2 separate regions of the Zea mays genome follow, and region 2 is linked to region 1. The links are chromatin contacts, called in public Hi-C maps. All regions are on one chromosome and are shown on one strand. Each heading gives the region's core, a stretch centred on a gene start, on an enhancer-like site or on the middle of the called end of the contact. The rest is flanking DNA. Distances are from core to core; before and after follow the strand shown.

Region 1 (3,729 bases), core at 372-2,871:
GTAGAAACTCGTATTTTTATAACATACATAACATATATTGCTAATAAATGTTATAGAAATAATCATCTCAAGTAAAAATATATAATATATGGCTTCCTTAAAATTTTCTTCTAACATGTCTCAATGTGAAGTCATTGACGATGACATCAATATCAGTTTTATCTGCTAATATCATCTCGATACATAAAGTAGCCAAACTATTTAGTATTCTTATCACATTTTAGACTTTATTCAATTTTTAGCAACTTCAATTTTCAAAAGCTTCTTTTAACTAATGCAATAGTCACAGGCACAATCATAGGGCGCACGTCACAAACTCGTTTGAAGCGATCAGCTAATAGATGGCGCCACACGTTAGGTGCTAGGCTACGGAAGAGGAGACACATGAATATATGTGTTGTATGGCCAAGCACTCTAAACCAGTTATTTGTCACAAGGATCACGTGCTAGTTGGAATTTAATAATAAATATGTATAGTAATACGCTACCGACCTGGCCTACTGGAGGTGGGACCCCATAGAACCGGGGGCTCGAGGCGACCGCACCGCTTGCCTCCTTCACGGACCGGCCTTGCTCACACGGTCGTTAGCTGCCCTTCAGTTGTACCCCACTACACCTCAAACATCTACCATCGTTTTATTGATAAACTTAATTATTTTTTGCTTTATATACATAAACAAGTTTATTTTTATTTTACTTTATAGATAAATAAAATTTGCTATTAAATTAGAGTTGTATGAGACATGTGTTTTATATAGAGATGGCAATAGGGCCTTGATCTTTGATTCTCCGCGGTGAATGGAGAAGTTTCTGGTGAGGACATAGAAGCATTTCTCATTCCCTTTCCCAGCAAGGACTCGTTAAACTTATATGTGACGATGTTTTCGTATAATAGTTAATGATAAAATAAATAATTACCTTGTAACTAAACAATCATTGCACAAATATGTTTATTTTGATGTACACATAATAATTTCTTACATCTTACAATGTGTATAAGTGAATGTTTTACATTAATAACAAATGATGTATGTCTTAATTATAATTTAAGTGGGATAAATTTTCGATGAGGAACAAGAATGAGAAAGAAATATACCCTGTAAACGTTAGTGGGGATCCACCGAGATTTTTTTTGTAGTGGGAACGAAAATGAGGAGCTATTCGCATAAGTGAAATTCTTGGTTATTATCTTAGCTTTATATCCTAGTCTCCTTAAACCATATATTTAATTGATTTTTATTTTTATAAATTCATTTTTTAATTAAAATTATAGAAAACTTACCATAACTACTTCTAATGTCCTCCATGATTTATTAAACAGAATGAGATGCAAACGGGCGAAAGTTAGCAAGGAGTTTAGGTCTATATTAAATGAACTCATAGACTAAAGATAAAAAAATGTATGTAATTTTAAGTAATAGGAAATAAAAAAGTAAAATTAAAATAACAATGAGACTAAAATATTATTTTAGAGAAACTCTATATTTGAAAGTATTACTATTTTAAAGAAGTCTAAACTGAAGTACAGTTACGGAACAACCAACTTGCCAGAGGACGACACGACCCAGGCCACAGACCCTGCCCCGCCGGCACCGAACGGCTACTGTAAATGTCGTGACCGTCTCGTCCCCGTCCAGTCCACCTTTTCCTCCTCTCCGACTCCACCGCCGTCACGCCATCTCGCCGGGGGCGGAACCCCGACCGCGAGTATGGGGAACATCTTCGTGAAGAAGCCCAAGATCACTGACGTCGATAGGGCCATCCTCACCCTCAAGACGCAGCGCCGCAAGCTCGCCCAGTTTCAACAGCAGGTCTGCCTCCCCCTCCCCTCGCCTCCCCTTCCGTGGCACCCTTCCCTGCCGTGAGCTACGGATGGTCCGTCATCCTCGCTTGTGTCGAATTCCGGCCGTCCTCTGTCGCGCCGTGGGATCGTGTCAGATTCGGTGTCCGTCTCGCGTCGTCGCGCGGGAGCTGCTGTAGGTGGCAATTGGGATCTGGGGTTGGATAGAGCGGCGTCGATCGATGAATCGGAGTAACTTGCGAGTTTCTAGTTTTCCAGGGAATTATCGTGTCTTGATCGGTTGGTTTCGCATAGGGTGCCCTGATTGGAGTCGTGTCACAGCACCGATCCAGGTCGATATATATGCCTCGTGATCGGGAGTGAAGAAAAATTCTCTCCTTGTAATATTCCATGCTATAGTCCAGCCAATCAACGTTATAACTGCTAATTTTGTTCGTACAGACATCAATACATCAGTTTCTGGAGCGCATTTCAAGACTCGTTTTTGCTTTCGCCACACCTTACAGTGTATTACAATAATTGGTGTTGGATTTGTGAAATTTGCTTGCTAGTACAGACAGTTTAACTTGATGTACTTGGATGTTATAGTTCATCTTTTGATTCTAGCTTAATACAACATGTTGTCATCAGGTGCTGACTATCCTGATTAGATGGTCATGATCCTCAGTTCATCACATTTAATCATTGCAATATCACCTCTGCTAAAAATATAGGAGTGTATTTATGTATGCTTCTCTTCCCTTCCAGCTTGAGAAGGTAATCGAAGCAGAAAAGGAAGCTGCACGGCAGTTGGTTCAACAGAAGAAGAGAGACAGAGCTTTGATTGCTCTGAAGAAGAAGAAAGCTCAGGAAGAGCTGTTGAAACAAGTTGACACATGGCAAATGAATGTTGAACAACAGGTTTGTAGTTCATTCAAATAATTGTTCTTTAATACCAATTAATAAATATTGTCGTGTAGGGCTGAAGTTCTACATTTCTTATTGAAGTTAAGCAGCATTGAGTTTCTTAATTTGATGTATGATAACCTGACAGAGTATTTTCGTTCGCTTGGTTTAGCTGGCAGATATTGAACTAGCAAGTAAACAAAAGGCTGTATTTGAAAGCCTGAAGGCTGGAAATGCTGCCCTGAAGTCTATACAGAATGAGATAAACATTGATGATGTCCAAAAGCTGATGGATGACACAGCCGAGGCTAAGGCTTATCAAGATGTAAGTTCAATTAGTTGTACCTGTATACATTCATTTGATCATTTCTATAGGGCACTATGCACTTGGAGTAAATCCGCTGCCAATCTCGTTGGGATTGTCTCTTCTAAGTAACTTCATTTACAGCATCCTTATTAAGATACATACAATTGCACTTCAAATCGGATGTTGCAAATATCCCCTTTGGTTTTGTTTTGCCAGCAAATTCGTATACTGTATAGGCATTGTGATAGCAACACGTCAGAGTGAAATTATGGAGTGCAAACCTATCCCGTCTGAATATATAAGTATTGCCTGCTTCCATCCAGTCGTTTGTGGCAACTATGGTTGTGTGCCTATTTTCAGATTTTCATCATAACTAGTTTTGAGCATGGTGATAATGTTGGGTGTAGGTAGTAAGTGATTAAATGTGGTTGGGACTACTGTTATCACCCTTGTGAAATTGTGACCTATATACAAGTAGTTCTACATTCTTCTTTCCTTCTAAGGCTTCATAAAAAGCATACCTTCTGTTGAATTGTTATGATGTTGCCACAACTGCAAAAGAGTGGGCCTATTTCCTTTTTAGTGACTTGTCCAATCACTTGTCGATTTCAGGAAATAAATGCTGTTCTGGGCGAGCAGCTTTCAGCTGAGGATGAAGAAGCTGTCATGGCCGAGTTTGAAAATTTGGAAGCTCAGGTTTGGCCAACAAAGCATCTAGAGTTCTTATCTGTTGAGA
Region 2 (3,729 bases), core at 682-3,181, 170 kb before region 1:
ATAGGTGTCCATTTACTCTGAAAGACATTGTTACAATCTTTATTAGAAAACAACGGTAGGTGAATCAAAGAATCTAGAAGATATTCACAAAAATCACATCATAGGCAAAGTTCAAGTGATAGCCCAACAGATCTATGATTTTTTTAAAAAGAGCAGCTATGGTTTTATTGCTTGCTGTGGCTATCCTTAACATGTTAAGGTGAAGCTTTTTCTCGAACGAAGTTTAAGTGAAGCTTGTTGTTTGATATATTATTACGCAAGGAACATACCAGTATGATAGCCACATTTCCAAATTAACAACAATTTCATAATTCTATTATGTTCCATTCTCTGTTGAACAAAGTACTGTTTTCTACCGGCCTGGTGCAGCGGTAGAGCCTACCGTCTGTAACCGGAAGGTCCCGGGTTCGAGCCCTAGCCTCTGCATATTATGCGGGTAAGGCTTGGCGCTTAAAGATACCCTTCCCCAGACCCCGCACAGTGCGGGAAGCCTACGGCACTGAGTACGCCCTTTTTTTCTCTTTACATCTGATAAAGTGATAAGCTACTCTAGAGAAATTGAGAGTTCAGTATTATCTTGTGACAATCAGCAAGAAAGCAAAGGAGCTACCTTTAGAAGTTGATGAATAAATTGGGTAACATCCTTGCCTGTAATTGGAATAGATCTGATACTGCTCCCAATGACATAACCATCAGCAACTGGAACGATGTGGGTAGCCCCATCACCCACATCAACTACAACACCTGTCATTTCACACTGAAAACAAAGCATGAAGTTTCTCATAAATGTAAGAGTGTGATGATCGCTCAACAGGGAAGAAAGAAAAACAGCGATGAAGCATTTTTCAAGTACACTAAAACATGGCCTGCTCGATGCTATTGCCATTCATTTTAGCGTAAGGCATGCCTATGCTAAAGAAACAACAAGGCTAAGCTATGCTGACTAACCTTGGTTGTAGTGTACCCAGCAGCTAGAGCAAGGACAGGTTGGACAGCAATATAGAGGCCGGGCACATTGAACGTCTCGAACATGATCTCCCCGGTATACTCCCGGATCTCAGGGGCAGTCAGAGGGCTCTCAGTTAGAAGAAAATAATGATCTTCTGGGTCGCACCGGAGGTAATTGAAGATGCACTGTTGCCAAAACCTCTCCATAGAATCCCAATTTTCCACCTGAAAGAGTTCATTTCAGCCTAATTCAATCGTAAGTAAGGTCGTGAAAAAACAGCAGCAACTGGACACGGCACACGGCAGTACACAGCTGGAGCGCCCACCTGGCCGTTGCGGATGGGATAGCTCAAGCTGTGCGAGCTGCTGGCGCGGGATCGGGCCAGCGCCTCCTGGCCGATGTAGAAGTCGAGGTCAGCCATGACGCCGGCACTGTGCTGAGCGAGCCAGTTCCCCCTGGCAGGGGCGCCCCTCGCCGCCGGCTGGCCTGAACCGGAAAAGGAATCGTTGACGGCGACGACAGTGGGGGTGATGAAGCAGGGCTCCACGTTCCCCGCGAACCCCATCTTCGTGTACCTGCCGCGAGCGAGAGTAGGAGCAGATCAGCAGCGTGACTCACCGTCGTCGCGCCTTCGCGCGCAGATCTAGGGAGAGGGAGGGAGGTCGTACCCGGTGCCGTTGTCGATGACAACAGCGGGGCGGGACAAGGCGTCCATGGCGGGCGCCAAGCGTGTGGTCGCTCGTCAGTGGCGGTGGCAATTGGAGAGGCGCCGGCTCGAGCAGGGCGAGCGGTGGGCTGCTTTTGGCAGCGGCAGTCGGAGGCGGGCGGCGGTCGCCGTCGCGGCGGGCATCCCAGCAACACCGCCACCCGGCCACCCAGCCACCGCCACTGGCAACCACCAGCACCAGCGCCGAGTGAAGAGCCGGCGACGTCGTCTGGACTCTGGAGACGAAGCTTCGAGAGGAAGGGAGGTATATCTCGGGGTTGGCGGGCGGTGGAGACTGGAGGAGCGGAGATCGAACTTGCTTTTGGTCGCGGTCTTTCTCTGCTTCAGGGAGCGCTGGATTTGTCCTGGCGTGACATTGTGACAACGCTGCGCTGCGTTGCATTGCGTCGAGTGTGTGTTCGAGTGCGGCGTGTGCGCGTGTTCGTCTTCGGGTTGGTACGCTGGTGGCGTGCAGGATGATGGCGAGTTAGCGACACCGCCACCGACGCCTGCGTGCACGTCCGCTTTTCTCCGCTCTCCAGGCGTTTCGCTGCCTGTTGGAAGGTGGGCCCAAATCTTTGTGATGGCAAGAGATCTTGTGTGACAAAAAGATATGATGACGTGAATATTTCACGAGTGAGCTCGACTCGGCTTACAAGTTGGAACGAATTCGTTTAGCTAAGCTACAATAAAAATCAATATATATATATATATATATATATATATATATATATATATATATATATATATATATATAATATAATTAATTTCTAATTAATCTAGACTAATTTAATACTAGAAAAAGATTAAAAATATTTACAATTTCACATACCACATCAATTCAACACTCAACGTTTATTAGTTTAACCAACACAAATGAAGCATTTGTTTACTGACAAATGCTAGCTTATTCGAGCTAACGAGCTGGTTCAAACTCGGCTCGAGCTAACTCATTAACAAACCGAGCTAAGATACTAGCTTAGCTCGCGACAAAAATAAAACAAGCCGAGTCAAGATAATCACAAGCCGAGCGAGTAGACCAGCCACAATTATTTCGTCCAACCCTACACAAATACATGCATATTATGTGGTTTTAATTTTAATGGCACAAATCTTTATCTTTTAATAAAATCATATATACTCTATGCACGTAAGCATCTGTATCTTAAAATTGAAAGACAGTTGTTTCTTAGAAATTAGGTTTTTTGGATTTCCTATGGAAGTTCTCTAATCCAAACAAACTCTTCATATAGTAACTCTGAATGAAAAATAACAGTACGAAGGGACGACTATTTATGCCGCATGATTATCGAAAATCCTATTTGTGACATTTTGTTTTACGCTATGGCAAACTCACTTAGAATCCTCGTAGTCGTAGAGATGTTTAGAAGATGCTCACATTTTGGTCACTTGCTCTCAAATTCAATTAGTTAAGAGCAAGGCAACACAAATGTTAATGGTTAAAGACATTCGTCCTTCAAAGCATTATTTATCTTAAAATATATTGATTTTCAGACGAAGGTTACGAATAACATACCTTCATCATCTCAATATGTAAGAATAAAAGCAGGAACATATGAAACATAGAAAGAACATGAATAATCATATAAAATCATCAGATTATCTATATTTTCATTATATGAACATGAACAAACATTAATGACATTAAATTACATTTGTACATTTGGCTTGACAGAAGGTAAGAATCCAAGAGTGACGTGCGAGTGATTACAAGTCATCGTGAACAGTATGGTGTTACTATTCATCTATTTATAGACACAGGACGGGACCTGGGGAAAATTACATTCATGTCCCTGACATTTACTATTAGCTAAAAGGTAAACTGTCGAGGACTAAACAGTCTTTTCTCCTTTAGATCGGTTTCGTTCTCCACCACCGTCCTTGTGCTAAGTCGAAGCTTTTTCATCCACAGCTTCGGAACTGGTTCATCCTTCTTCTAGATCGCGTCTTTCATGCCGTGTACACCTTCATCTCAAAGCCAAAGCTTTCTTTGACAGTATATTATACTGGAAAGCATGTTAGTCGTGTTTTTTAGTACCTTCGAAAGACGAAG

What was found. A called contact is a pair of places that touch in the nucleus more often than the background predicts.
Region 2: a Hi-C map of endosperm shows a contact between it and region 1, with 5 times the contacts expected there. The contact joins the promoter of LOC100384280 here to the promoter of LOC100216677 in region 1. A contact is called at or near these places in 5 of 25 Hi-C or Micro-C datasets (ear, endosperm, leaf and 1 more).

The regions. Positions count from the first base shown.
Region 1 is chr4:136,732,954-136,736,682 of Zm-B73-REFERENCE-NAM-5.0, reverse strand. LOC100216677 (Vacuolar protein sorting-associated protein 20 homolog 2) reads left to right here and starts at 1,621. Exons shown (of 6, transcript NM_001143085.1): 1 at 1,621-1,811; 2 at 2,549-2,701; 3 at 2,859-3,011; 4 at 3,606-3,689. The coding sequence starts at 1,710.
Region 2 is chr4:136,901,021-136,904,749 of Zm-B73-REFERENCE-NAM-5.0, reverse strand. LOC100384280 (Actin-related protein 3) reads right to left here and starts at 1,931. Exons shown (of 10, transcript NM_001176844.2): 1 at 1,618-1,931; 2 at 1,275-1,524; 3 at 949-1,173; 4 at 611-757. The coding sequence starts at 1,664.